Linked DNA regions of Sus scrofa: region 1 is linked to region 2. Evidence: chromatin contacts called from public promoter capture Hi-C data. All regions are on one chromosome and are shown on one strand. Each heading gives the region's core, a stretch centred on a gene start, on an enhancer-like site or on the middle of the called end of the contact. The rest is flanking DNA. Distances are from core to core; before and after follow the strand shown.

The links. Promoter capture Hi-C pulls out the DNA fragments that hold promoters and counts their contacts.
Region 1: a promoter capture Hi-C map of fetal liver shows a contact between it and region 2, with 4 times the contacts expected there. The contact joins the promoter of COPZ1 here to the promoter of CALCOCO1 in region 2. A contact is called at or near these places in 2 of 5 promoter capture datasets (fetal liver and liver) and 1 of 47 Hi-C or Micro-C datasets (embryonic fibroblasts).

The regions. Positions count from the first base shown.
Region 1 is chr5:19,518,822-19,525,512 of Sscrofa11.1, forward strand. COPZ1 (coatomer subunit zeta-1) reads left to right here and starts at 3,746. Exons shown (of 9, transcript XM_001927549.5): 1 at 3,746-3,834. The coding sequence starts at 3,817.
Region 2 is chr5:18,928,291-18,934,676 of Sscrofa11.1, forward strand. CALCOCO1 (calcium-binding and coiled-coil domain-containing protein 1) reads right to left here and starts at 2,112. Exons shown (of 15, transcript XM_005652574.3): 1 at 1,971-2,112. LOC106507255 (a long non-coding RNA gene) reads left to right here and starts at 2,318. Exons shown (of 4, transcript XR_002343963.1): 1 at 2,318-2,400; 2 at 5,157-5,234.

The DNA of each region.
Region 1 (6,691 bases), core at 2,496-4,995, 590 kb after region 2:
GACAAAAGCAAGAACAGCAATGACCATAGGACTTAAACACTAGGTAGGACCTAGAAAGCTCTGGTCTGAGGTTTCCCATTTTCAAAAATGTGGAAGCTCTAGTCCAGAGAGGGTACCAAATTTGCCACAACACTTCCACTGCTTTTTTGTTGTTTGTTTGTTTTTTATGGCTGCGCATGTGCCATGTGGAAGTTCCCAGGGGAGGGATGGAATCTGATCTGCAGCTGGGACTTTTGCCACAGCTGCGGCAACTCCAGACCCGATGTGTCACAGCAGGAACTCCTCTCCCTCTTATTAAGGAAAAGTCACAACAAGAACTAAAGTCTCCCATCCAGCCAGTTGTCTTCTCCCACAGCACAGTTACTTAATAGGCAGAAGAGCTTAAAACCAGCCATCTTCTGGAACAATGGCTGACTGTGAAAATTTTTCAATTACTTGGAGGTCCCATTGTGGCTCAACTGGTTAAGAACCTGACCAGTATTCATGAAGATGCAGGTTTGATCCCTGGCCTTGCCCAGTGGGTTAAAGGATCCAGCATTGCTGCAAGCTGCTGCACAGGTCACGGATGTGGCTTGGATCTGGCATTGCTGTTGCTGTGGCATAGGCCTGTGGCCACGGCTCTGATTTGACCTCTGGCCTGGGAATCTCCACATGCCATGGTTGTGGCTCTAAAAAGACGAAAAAAAAAAATTGTCAGTTACTCCATAAAGAAAGAGGTGCCAACCCCCTCCCACAACCCAAGCACATCACACAGTCTTCCTCCTCAGGATCCCTACAGAACATCTGGATTTGTAAAGGGGACTTCAGGCAGGACTGGGATACATGAGAAGCCACAAGTCAGAGTAGTGGATCATGAGTAAGAACGTGTTTTTATTTTTTTTTAAATTATAATAATAATAATTATTATTATTTTCTTTTTAAAGCCACACCTGCAGGATATGGGAGTTCTTTGGCTAGGGGTTGAATCAAAGCTGCAGCAGCTGACCTACACCACAGCCATAGCAACACCAGATCTGAGCCAAATCCACAAACTATGCAGCAGCACAAGGCAATGCCAGGTCCTTAATCCACTGAGCAAGGCCAGAGATCAAACTTGCATCCTCATGGATGGATATTAGTCAGATTCTTAAACTGCTGAGCCACAATGGGAACTCCAAGTATGTGTTTTTATTATTTATTTATTTATTTGTTTTGTCTGTTCAGGGCCACACTCGAGGCATATGGAGGTTCCCAGGCCAGGGGTTGAATCGGAGCTGTAGCTGTGGCCTATACCACAGCCACAGCAATGTGGGGTCCGAGCCACGTCTGCAACCTACACCACAGCTCATGGCAATGCTGGATCCTTAACCCACTGAGCGAGGCCAGGGATCGAACTTGTGTCCTCATGGATACTAGCAGGGTGTTAACCACTGAGCCACGACGGGAACTCCAAGAATGTGTTTTTAAAACCAGACCATCTATGCTCAAATGCATAGTTATCAATGAACAGTTGTATTGCCTTAAGTAAATTCTTTAACTGTTCTGGACTCCATTTCTGTCATCTTTAAAATGAGAGTAATAACCATTTACTTCATAACACTTCTAAAAATACATTAGGAAGTTCCTGTTTTCGTGCAGTGGAAATGAATCCTACTAGGAACCATGAGGATTCAGGTTCGATCCCTGGCCTCATTCAGTGGGTTGGGGATCCAGCATTGTCATGAGCTATGGGGTAGGTCGCAGATTCAGCTTGGATCCTGAGTTGCTGCAGCTGTGGCATAGGCCGGCAGCTATAACTCCAATTTGATCCCTAGCCTGGGAACTTCCATATGCCTAAGGTGAGGCCCTAAAAAAAAGCAAAAAAAAAAAAAATATATATATATATATATATATATAAAATAATGTGTTCAAAGATTTATCATGTGCCTGGCACATCATAAATGATCACTAAATGTTTCTTTTTTCTCTCTAGGGCTGCAGCTGCCAGCCTATGCCACAACCACGGTAACACCAGATCAAATCTGCATCTGTGACCTATGCTTGAGCTTGCTGCAACACCAGCTCCTTAAGCCACTGAGCAAGGCCAGGGATCAAACCTGCCACCTCAAGGATACTAGTTGCATTCTTAACCCACGGAGCCATAAGGGGAACTCCCAAGTAAATTTTAGCATTATCATTAAACTGCCAAGCCAAGGACTACCTTGTGATGCCAGGCAGGATGCTAAATGTTTGAATAATTCCCCATAGGAACAGATAAAAGCTAAAGCCCTGTTTCTTCCAGATTTGATGCTTGTCCCCTGGGACTTTAACAGAAAATCATATGCCTTTCTTCATAGCATATGTACTAACATAGCTCTGTAGTTTGTTTTGTATTGTTCTATACTTTTTTCTTAGGACATCTTACTCTACTCTGAAATTATTGGAAAAACTCCTAGGTTTGGATGTTCTTCTTGGAGAGTTTCTAAAGACATAATTGTTAGAGATGAGTGTGTGTGTGTGTGTGGTGGTGGTGGTGGCGGGGGTAGGAACACCCACAAAAACCTCTGGAGAATTTTATAAGGCAGCAGAAGGTGTCCCTGACCTAAGCAGGGGTCAGGGACCAAGGAACTGGGGAGTAAGGGAAAGCTAAACTTCATCAAAATCCTTCTCTATTGTGAAATCCATGCATTCAGTAAACTTCTCTTTTCTCATTTTGCAACGGGCTTGTCCCTACTGGAAAACCGCAGACCCTGCTCGCTCTACCCAACCTCATCCAGGATCCTTTATTCCTTTGTCCCTCCTACTCTTTCCTTGCTGGTCTCCAAAGCTCTAACATCCTGTTTCATGTCCGGCTAAAGAAAATGTGCTCTTAGGAGTTCTCTTGGTGGCTCAGTGGTTAACAAACCCGACTAGTATCCATGAGGATGCATGTTCCATCCCTGACCTTGCTCAGTGGGTTAAGGATCTGGTGTTGCCGTCAGCTGTGGTGTAGGTCGCAGACGAGGCTCGGATCCTGCGTTGCTGTGGCTGTGGCGTAAGCCAGCAGCTACAGCTCGGATTTGACCCCTACCTTGGGAATCTCCATATGAAGGATTTAGGGTGCGGCCCTAAAAAACAAAACAAAACAAAAAGAAAAGAAAAAAAGAAAATCCTCTTTTAGAAACTTCCTGGCTTCTTGTCCTTCCCTGGGTCTAGCAAAGTCTGGGACTCCACCTTAGGCAGATCGTTACTGCTGGCAATCAACTCCCAGCGGCCTTGGTGTTTATCTAGTTAACACCCTGGGCATCTTGTGGCTTTACTCTATGGCTGTGCAGACTTTCTGTGAGTATGCTGAAGAGATCTGAGTCTAATGAACAGTTAGTACTAGTACGGTTTGCCAAAGCAACCGTGGACATCAAGGACCTAATGGAGGCTCTGGAATGGGAAGCAGAGTAGGATTCCAAGAGCTGCCAGTGTTAAGGGCTAAAGAGACACAGCGCCCCCTAAAGGAAGTGCGAATTAAAGCTCCTAAATCCGGCCGACGATATCACGTGCCCTCCGCCCAGCCAATTGGAAATTAATAATCGCTTCCTCTGTTCCCCATGGAAACAACCCTGCCCCACTGACCTTCCCGCCCCATTCAGTCGTGAGGTTTTGTCGTTTTATTGAGTGTTTAAACTGACAATCAAATATCTGCGCCTTCTGGCTGGACACCTTGCTTCCGCTAAGCAAGCTAGTAAACTGATTGGTCAGTAAAGCAATAGCTGACACCTGGAAGTCCAATAGCCCGCAGGGTGGGCGGGGTCTAATAAGGACGTAAGGCCAATCAGCGGCGGCGTTGTCTTGGCGGCTCCACGTCGGCACCAGCTGCGGGGCAAGATGGAGGCGCTGATTTTGGTAGGAACCAGAGGGGCAGCCGAGAGGCTATGATGTCCCGAGGGGCCGCGAATCGGGATTCGACCTGAGTGGGAGGGGGTAGAAAGGGGAGTTCGGGTAATCCTCGGGGACCGAACGTTCTTGCCTTCCCCTGGAATAAACATGTGGCCTAGTGCAGTCGTTAAAGCCTCAGTTTAAAGTAGGAAGCTGTGCCGGGGAAAGGGCAGAGTCGGTGGAAAGTTGAAGGGAGCAAGCCCTTGGAGTCCTTAAGACTCATAGGATCATAAGCGTACTGGATTGGGGTCCTTCAGGTTCTCCCTGATTCTGAGCGTTGTAGATAATACCCTGATTTGAATTTCTCCAAATCTCCAGATTCGCCTGAAATTATAAGAATAGAGTGCAGGTGTTTGTCATCACACGCTCCTCTTGATAACTGATACATTTTGACTCTCTCTTGATAATTCAATTCCCTGTCACATTCCTTCAGGAAAAACTATTTTCTTCTTCGGTTTCCTTTTAATTCCTACTATATGGATTTGTCATGATAAAGAATCAGTATTCCATTAAAGTTCTGGAATACCTAGTAAAGTCAGCATGGATTATGGAATATTTTCCCAAACTCCTTATTCTGTTTTTCTTTTCCCTCCTTATTTAAACTTTGGGGATTCTTATTGTAGGATCTGGGATGCCAGTTATTCCTCTGGTTATATGAAAATTTGATGGCTGAAGGGTTGTGTTAGTTCCCTTGTCCATGAGATCCTTTTTACTTGCTCAAAAACAAATGAAAAACTGGGAGTTCCCTTCGTGGCTTAGTGGTTAACCGACCCGACTAGCATCCATGAGGGCCTGGCCTTGCTCAGTGGGTTAAGGATCCGGCGTTGCTGTGGCTGTGGTGTAGGCTGGCAGCTGTGGCTCCGATTCGACCCCTAGCCTAGGAACTTCCATATGCCGAGGGTGCGGCCTTAAAAAGAAAAAAAAAAAATACTGTTATCCCTTCTTTAGAACTAAATCAGAGCATTTCTTTCAAAATAATGCATGCCTCCCCCCTTAATTTTGCATTTTGAGAATGTTAACATATGTGTGTGTAGGTATTTAGCTCCTAGCTCCTTCCTTAATTGAGTCAAACTCTAGGTCTCTTTTTTGTCTTTTTTGTTTGTTGTTTTCTCCTTCAGCTCTCTTTAATCCAGATCTTCTTCAGGTAAAAGAGAATAACAAGTTTCATTTTCCTGCTTTCAAAATGCAAAGATATGATAATTCCTTCCGATTATATGGGTTGGTTAAGTGTAGGTAGGAAGCTTTAAAATCTGATCAGTTTTTAGTAAGATATTTTCTTTACTAAGCCGTCAACCCCTTAACAGACTGGGATAAATTCTAGGGAATTGGTGTCTTTGGAAGTTTTGAGAAATTTTTGGGAGTTCCCTAGTGGCCCAGCAGGACCTGGAGTTGTCACTGCTGTGGCATGGGTTCAGTCCTTGGCCTGGGAACTTATGCATACCGCAGGCACAGCCGAAAAAAAAGAAATGTTTCTTTTTGGCCACCTTGTGGCATAAGGAGTTCCAGGGCCAGTGCTCAGATCCGAGCTGCAGGTGCAAACTAAGCCACTCTTGTGGCAACGGTGGATCCTTAACCCACTGTGCTGGGCCAGGGATCAAACATGCATTCCAGGGCTCCCAAGAATCCTGTTGCATCACAACGGGAACTGCAAAAGAAATTTTTAGATTGCCCCCTAGATCTGTTTAGAAGTCTGCTTAGAGGTAAAGGAGTGAGGGAAATGATACTTGAGAAGACCTTTTGACAAGGGATCTCTTAACAAGTGGTGAATTGAGGGCATTATATGTGAAAGTTTCTGTCAGGTTTTCTCTTACCTCAGTCCTTGTCTCTCCTTCCTCTTTGTTTCCATATTCTTTATATATTTTTTTAGTTAAAAAAATTTTTTTTGGCCACCCCTGGGGGATGCAGAAGTTCCCAGGCCAGGGCTCAAACCCCCTTTATATCCATTTTAATCTATACCTAAGATGCCACCTTCATAGATCCTTGCTAACCTGGTCAGGTACCCCTGAAGTTTGCTTTAGAAACCTTACTGATTCTTTGTCATGAGGAACGTGTGTAACGTGGGGTTAGGGGAAATGGAGGTTTAGGAAAAAAGGCTTCCTCAAGGAAGCACAATGTCAAAACTAGGATTAGATTTTGATTCCCAATCCTCCCAGACCATGTCTCTCTGATGTTATCTCATCGTGGGCTTTCCCCCTCTTCAGTATGCCAAAGTGTACTTTCAACTATCAGTCATATAAAGCTTTGTCTGGGGACAAAGTACCACCAGGTATTAGTTCTTGTGCTGATCTCCATAGTTCTCAGGATATTAAACTAGTATTTTCCTTTCTCTGCGTCAGCTCTTCTCCACATTGTTTTTTTCCTCTTTACTATTTCAGTATATTTTGGACCCCCAATTAAGAATTTATATACCTTTCTCACCATTCTAGCCCTTCTCAGGTGGAGTTCCAGGGGAGAATGAAGCCCTAATGTCCTAAGGCGTTATCGTATGTAATGAATCAGTTCCTCTGTATCCACAATGGTACTGGTTTGGTAGTATCCTTGGGAGAAGTGAGAACAGTATTTAAAAAATCTTCAGTGTTCAGTGGTTCAGATGAGGAATCTGAGAATCAGGTGATATTTCCTAAATTTTAATTTTTCTTCTCTCCACACTCACATACTGGTCCACAGAATTTACCTCCATCTGGTTCAGAATCACCCTTCCTCCCTGTTCCTTTTAATCTCATCCCCTCCTCTGTCTACTCAGCAGCATCCCCTGATTCTTAGGTCACCATCTTCATGAAAAGTATGAAGAATTCACTGGAACTTAACCTTAGTGCCCTACTGA
Region 2 (6,386 bases), core at 862-3,361:
CTTCTGGGTCAGATTCCATCCTGTCTCCCACTGAAACTTCTCTGATCACAGACCCCCTCCTAGAGGGATCGCTCTAATTTCGAGACTCCCTCTTCACAGGTGCATTGACCAAACCTCAGTCTCTGCCTCCCTTAGTCTTGCCTTTTCCATCTCTTAACAGTCTTGAACGTTCCAAATGCTTCAGCCTCATCTTTTCGTCCCATTTCCCACCCACCCATCTTCTGACACTTGAATTCAAACTCCAAATGAGGTGCAGCGCCCCGGCATCCTGAATGGGTCTCCTTGCCCACTCAAGCTCTACCCGGGAATGATTTATGACACCTGAACTTATCCCTGAAAGGAATGAGTGAGTCTTCAGAGCTGGAATAAGGCTGGGGGAACGAATAGCCCAGTTCCCAAGCCCCTGACCTCTCATTTTTCTGTCTCTCAGTCATCTACCATGGATTAAAAAAAAAAAAAAAAAAAAAGCTTGCACTCTCATCCAAGAGACAAAGCAAAAAGGAGGATATAAGGAAAGACAGGTTTTCAATCATTACTCCAGGAAGTCAAGAATGCTGGAGGCGGCTGCTTCAAGGGTGGAGTGAAACACTCAGCAGGAACGTGGTGCTGTGGGGAGATGGAATGTGGGGGCCTGGAGCCAGGAAAGCCCCACCCCTGGGGCAGGGACAGACTGAAGTAAGGGGCCTTGGGATGGGGAAAGGTACACATGATGTTGAGAGAAGGAAAGAGAGTTCCAAAAGAACCTCACATTCTTCTCTTCAGGTCTTGCCAGGAGCAGGGTTAGAAATCTACTGGTCTGACTCTATGTGAACCCAGCTCTCGTATTTCCCTACCCATTTTCTCTCTGCTCCCCTAAGCCTTAATTCCAAGTGCCTTAATCCTTCCAGCTGCTCAGATTGGTAGTTGGAGGCATGCTATAGGAGGGATTGAGAGGAAGAGATGTTCCAAGCTAGGTGGGGAAAATTCACTGGAAAGAATGGGGGTGGGACGAAGAAGGATAACAATCAAGAGAATCCTCAGGCCAGGCCTGTGAGATGGCCCTTGTCATTTCTCCTCTCTAGCTCACTAATCTTCCTCCTGTGTCAGCCACAGGCACTAGTCATATGCACGCCCCCAAACACCACAAACCCACACTGAGGCTGAAGTCAGGTGGGTAGAGACTTTAAAAGAAGACAAAAACGCCTTAGAGAAGGCAAGATGGGCCAGCTCTACAGAAAGAAGCTACTTCTTCCTCCAAAATAGAGACTGAATTGAGGACAAGAGGTTTCTCTGAATTTTTATCTCTGAAAAATCCTTACTTAAAACCAGCCCATGTTTTTTCTAAATACAATTCTTCTGGCTTTCCAGGAGGGGGTGAATTGTCCTCAAAGATCTAAGCCGGGGGAACCCCATATACTCCCTACAAAAAAAATTCCTAACAGCTGGAAATATCCCCAGGCCTGAAAGAGAGCACTGGGCACCTGAAGTGTGTATGTGTAGCCTGATTCGGTTGTTTGCTTTGCGGGGGGGGGGGGTGTCTCATCCCCCCACGCTGTAGGGCTTCAGAGTTCTTTTAACATTCTACACCTTGTAATGTTTTCCTTCAGGAATTCAGTGGCATAAAGGCCTTTAGATTGAGGTGGGGCGGAGGGTGGCTGGGGGAGAGGGGAACGGGAAGGTTTGTGAGGCCAAGTCTTGCCTGGCTGAGAATAAGCAGACTTCGGCCTCCCTCAACTCCCTTAAGCGTTTCAAGCTTTATAAAGAAGGACTGAGATGGAGGCGAGAACAGTGACTGGGTATCCCCTTGATCACGGCCCCCCTGAGACCAAGAACTCTCAAAACTGTGGGGGTGGTTTCTCCAGTACGGAAAGTGTTAACACCCAAACGCTCCTCCACCCGCCTTTACCGGTTCCCTTAGATGATCCTTTCACAGGCTTGAAAGTGGGGTGGCCCCCCATAAAACCGCCCCCAAATTAGGCCAAGTTTCTTACCCCACAGACGGATCAGCTGTTCCCTCACCTTTCACCAACAACAAAAACAGCACTCCGACTCCAGGAGGGGAGGGAGAAGGGTGGACGCGAGGGCTTCTGGGGTTTGTGGTTCCTCCGAGCCTTTTTGCCGGCGAGCCAGTGCGGATCTAGGACTACATAACCCAGGAGTCTGTGCGCAAGGAGGGCGGAGTAGAGGGCGGCCGCGGGGGAGGCCTCACAGCAGCATCCTGGGAGGCGTAGTTCTCACTTCCGTGACCGTGAACGAGGGTGTGGCCAGCAAAGAACTTCACAGCCCATGATGCCTTAGGAGGGGGGCAGGCTACGTTAGTGGCGACTGCCGGTTGGTACCGTGCGTGGTTGGGGGTGGGGAGGAGTTACGGCTCGAAAGCTGTCTTTAAAATACATTATAGAGTGGGCCGAACGAGTTCAGGTACACACTTTCGCTTACTTTTAACGACAACTTGTGAGGTAGGCGGTTTTGTTATCCACGCCTTTCAGATGGAGACACTAAAGCCCAGAAAGGTTACGGAACCGATCTAAAGTATCAAAGCTATGAGAGGGTAGGATTGCACGACTCCCAGTGCTCTTGCCACTACATCACAACTACCTACCGTCTAGGGGATAGGAAACTGTGGTAGCAGTTTCTTCATTGCTTCATCCTCAGGGGCAGCCCTGCAAAAACTATGTGTTCTGCACCACTGAGGATTTTTTTTTTCTAACTCGAGGGCTTCAGTTCCAGACGCCTGCCAACACTGGACTGGGCTCCCCTCAGCGTCCTCTAGGTCCAGAAGGAGGACCCATTGTCCGAGGTGTTGTTGGTTGGGAGGGCAGAGGTGAAGTGAGGAGAACCACGTTGAAAAGGGAACATGGCATAATGCAGGACAGTTCAGAAACAAGCCACTTACCCGGCTGGTTTGCCCAAGCCTTTTAACTGGCTTAAATTCATTAAGATAATAATACATGTTGTTGCTCCTGTTTTTTGTTTAGAAGAGGTGAAAGATTCACATTCCTCCCACGCACCCTCAAGTCACGAGTCCATTAAAGACCTGGGCATCCTGCACGGGGTCTGAGGCATTCAAAAAATGATCTCTCTCAGTCTCTGTATTAAGGAATTACAGTCTAAGGATTGATTTGCTCTTCTGCTTTAATTTTCTGCTGCATTAAGTTATGGTGCCTCTGCCTTTTCCAAGTTTTGGGGTAGTATTTTGCTTTTATGACAATAGTGTGTCTGGTGCCTGCCCTTGGGTGCCTTTCATATTGAAGATCTCCAAGCACTTAGCAATAAATCATCAGGCTTCACAAACATTAAGGTGACATGTCAGCGTCACTAGTCAGGATTTATGAGTTAGGACAAGCTGCTGGTTGCAGAGATGGCTCAAGGTCCTGGGGTGGGTTAAGAGTGAGGCCTGTTCAGGTGCCCAAGTCTCAGTTGTTCTTGGTTTTTGTCTTCCACCTGGCATAAAGGCTTATAGGAAAACTCAGTCTCAGCTGGAGCTCAAAATAGTAACTTTTGTTTATTGGGTGTTTACAATGTGTTTAAACTATGTTAAGGACTTTTCCATATAATACAATACCCTTATATAGTAGGCCCTTTTATTATTCCCACTTTACATAAGATGAAGATTGAGGCACAGACTATTAAGTGACTTACCTGGGGTCATAGACTTACCACCACTACCTAGCAAGTGGTAGAATCAGGATTGAAGCACAAATGGTCAGAATACCATATTAACCACCCCAGAAACTCCTGGGTGGCATACTAACTCCCTTTGTTCTAAGGAACAGTGCTCTTACCAGGAGATAAGTGTTCACTGAGCATTTATGTGCAAGGAGCAAGGTAATGGGAAACAGATCAGTTCAACAGATAGATGTGTCAGGTGCTATCCTTGGTATTCAAGAAATTTTGTTGAAAGAATGAATATAAAATATAGATATTTGAAGGATGGGTTTAGATCGTTTAACAGGATGGGGTCTGGGAAGGAAAAGCTTGTGCCAGGCTGAGGCAAAGATGCAGTGGTGGGAATGTATAAAGCTCACTGGAGCCTAGGAGGTCACATGAGAACAGCACATCAGTTTCAACTTTTAACCCCCAAACTCAAGATTATTGGTAATGACTGCCTGCAGTAGTGTGTTGAGAAGGATTCTGAGGAAAGAATGCTAGAATTAATTAGTAATGTCTGTCTTGGAATTCCTGTCGTGGTGCAGGGGTTAATGAATCTGACTAGGAACCACGAGGTTGCGGGTTCAATCCCTGGCCTTGCTCAGTGGGTTGAGGATCCAGCTTTGCGGTGAGCTGTGGTGTGGGTCGCAGACGCAGCTCGGATCCTGCGTTGCTGTAGCTGTGGCATAGGCCAGCAGCTATAGCTCCGATTGGGCTCCTAGCCTGGGAACCTCCATAGGCCACAGGAGTGGCCTCAGAAAAGGCAAAAAGACCAAAAAAAAAAAAAAAAAAGTAATGTCTGTCTTGTACACCAGATGACAAATGGCCATTGGATTAGGATGACTTATTTTTTGAAATTATTTATTTTCTCCCTCTGCCCATTGGCCTGTGACTTGCTGTATTTCCTGTGGAAGGCATATATGTTGCATTTCATTGACTTTGGACTTGATAATTTTTTTTCTTTTTCTTTTTTTTTTGTTTTTTTTGCCATTTCTTGGGCTGCTCCTGCAGCATATGGAGGTTCCCAGGCTAGGGGTCTAATCGGAGCAGTAGCTCCTGGCTTACGCCACAGCCACAGCAATGCGGGATCCGAGCCGCGTCTGCGACCTACACCACAGCTCAGGGCAGCACCGGATCCTTCACCCACTGAGCAAGGCCAGGGACCGAACCTGCAACCTCATGGTTCCTAGTCAGATTTGCTAACCACTGCGCCACGACGAGAACTCCTGGATTTGATAATTTTTATTTTTTAAATTTATTTTTAATTGTTAAAATTTATTATTATAGTTGATTAACAATGTTGTGTCACTTTCTGTTGTACAGCAAAGTGATCCAGACATACATATGTATATACATTCTTTTTCTCATATTCTATCATGTTCTTTCACAAGAAATTGAACATAGTTGCCTGTGCTCTACAGCAGGACCTCATTGCTTATGTTTTGGCTAATGGGATGTGAACAGATGTGACCCATGCCGTGTTTGAACATGTGAATTTACACTTTCTTGTTCTTCTCTGCCTCTAGAGTGGGATATTCCACGTGTGGGTTGCTCCTTCTGCCTGGGTCCCTGAGTGAGAAGAACTGCCCATGGCCTCCATATACGTAAGTCAGAGATAAATCTTTGTTGCTGCAAGCCACTGAGATGTCGTTATAGCAGCAAAGCTGAGTAATAGCCATACCTGGGTCACAGTATCAAGTTTGAAAGGTAAATTGTACCAAATTGGAAAGATAAGTTTAAGCCAGGGTGTGGAGAATCTTGAATAGCAGGTGAGGCAGAACCTGCTCTGTGTTTATCAGCATCTCTTTCCTTCTTTTTCTTGTACACACAACTGGACCACATCTTTCAGTGTCTTTCTAAGTGATATGTTTCTCTTCCACACGAGGCCTGTGAAACCTCTCAAGGGCGAGCCTTCATGTTCTTTCCTTTTTGGCTTGATGCATACGACTTTAAGCACAGTGACCTTGAAGGCTAAATGTTGAAGGTGGTAGGGCCACAGGCTGGAGGGAACCTAGTTCCCTGAGTCACTACTTGGCAGAAAATTGCCCGCTAATCAGGAACACGTGTTTTGGATGTCACCTGACCCAAAAATCAATTTCTGCTTTGTTAAAGCAGTAACATTTGGGGCTTGATGTTTTATAGTAGCTAGTGTTTTCCATCATGTTAAGAGGTTTGGACTTGATTCCCATTAGGAGTAGAAAGGTAGTAACTGAGGATTTTTTTTTTTCTTTTTAGGGCTGCACATGCGCCATATAGATGTTCCCAGGCTAGGGGTCGAATCGGAGCTGTGGCTGCCAGTCTGCGCCACAGCCACAGTAAAGCCAGATCCAAGCCTCGTCTTCGATGTACACCACAGCTCACGGCAATGCCGGATCTTTAATCCACTGAAGCAGGTCAGGGATTGAACCTGCATCCTTATGGATACTAGTTGGATTCATTACCTCTGAGCCACAAAGGGAACTCCCCATCACTGAGGATTTTTTAATGAGGGGAATGATATTTTGAAGAGTGGTGGAGGGAGTTCCCTGGTGGCACCATGGGTTAAGGATCCAGTGTTGTCCCTGCTTGGGTTGCTGCTGTGGTGTGGGTTCGATCCCTAGCCTGGGAACATTGGCATGGCCAAAAAAAAAAAAAAAGTGTTGGAAGTGATAGTTGTGAGATCTTGGGACTGTTAGTGTTTTCTGAATACAGGCTGACTCTCGATGGGCTGGGGAAGATTGACATGATCTTTGGAAGGCTTTCTAGAGGCTTTGGAA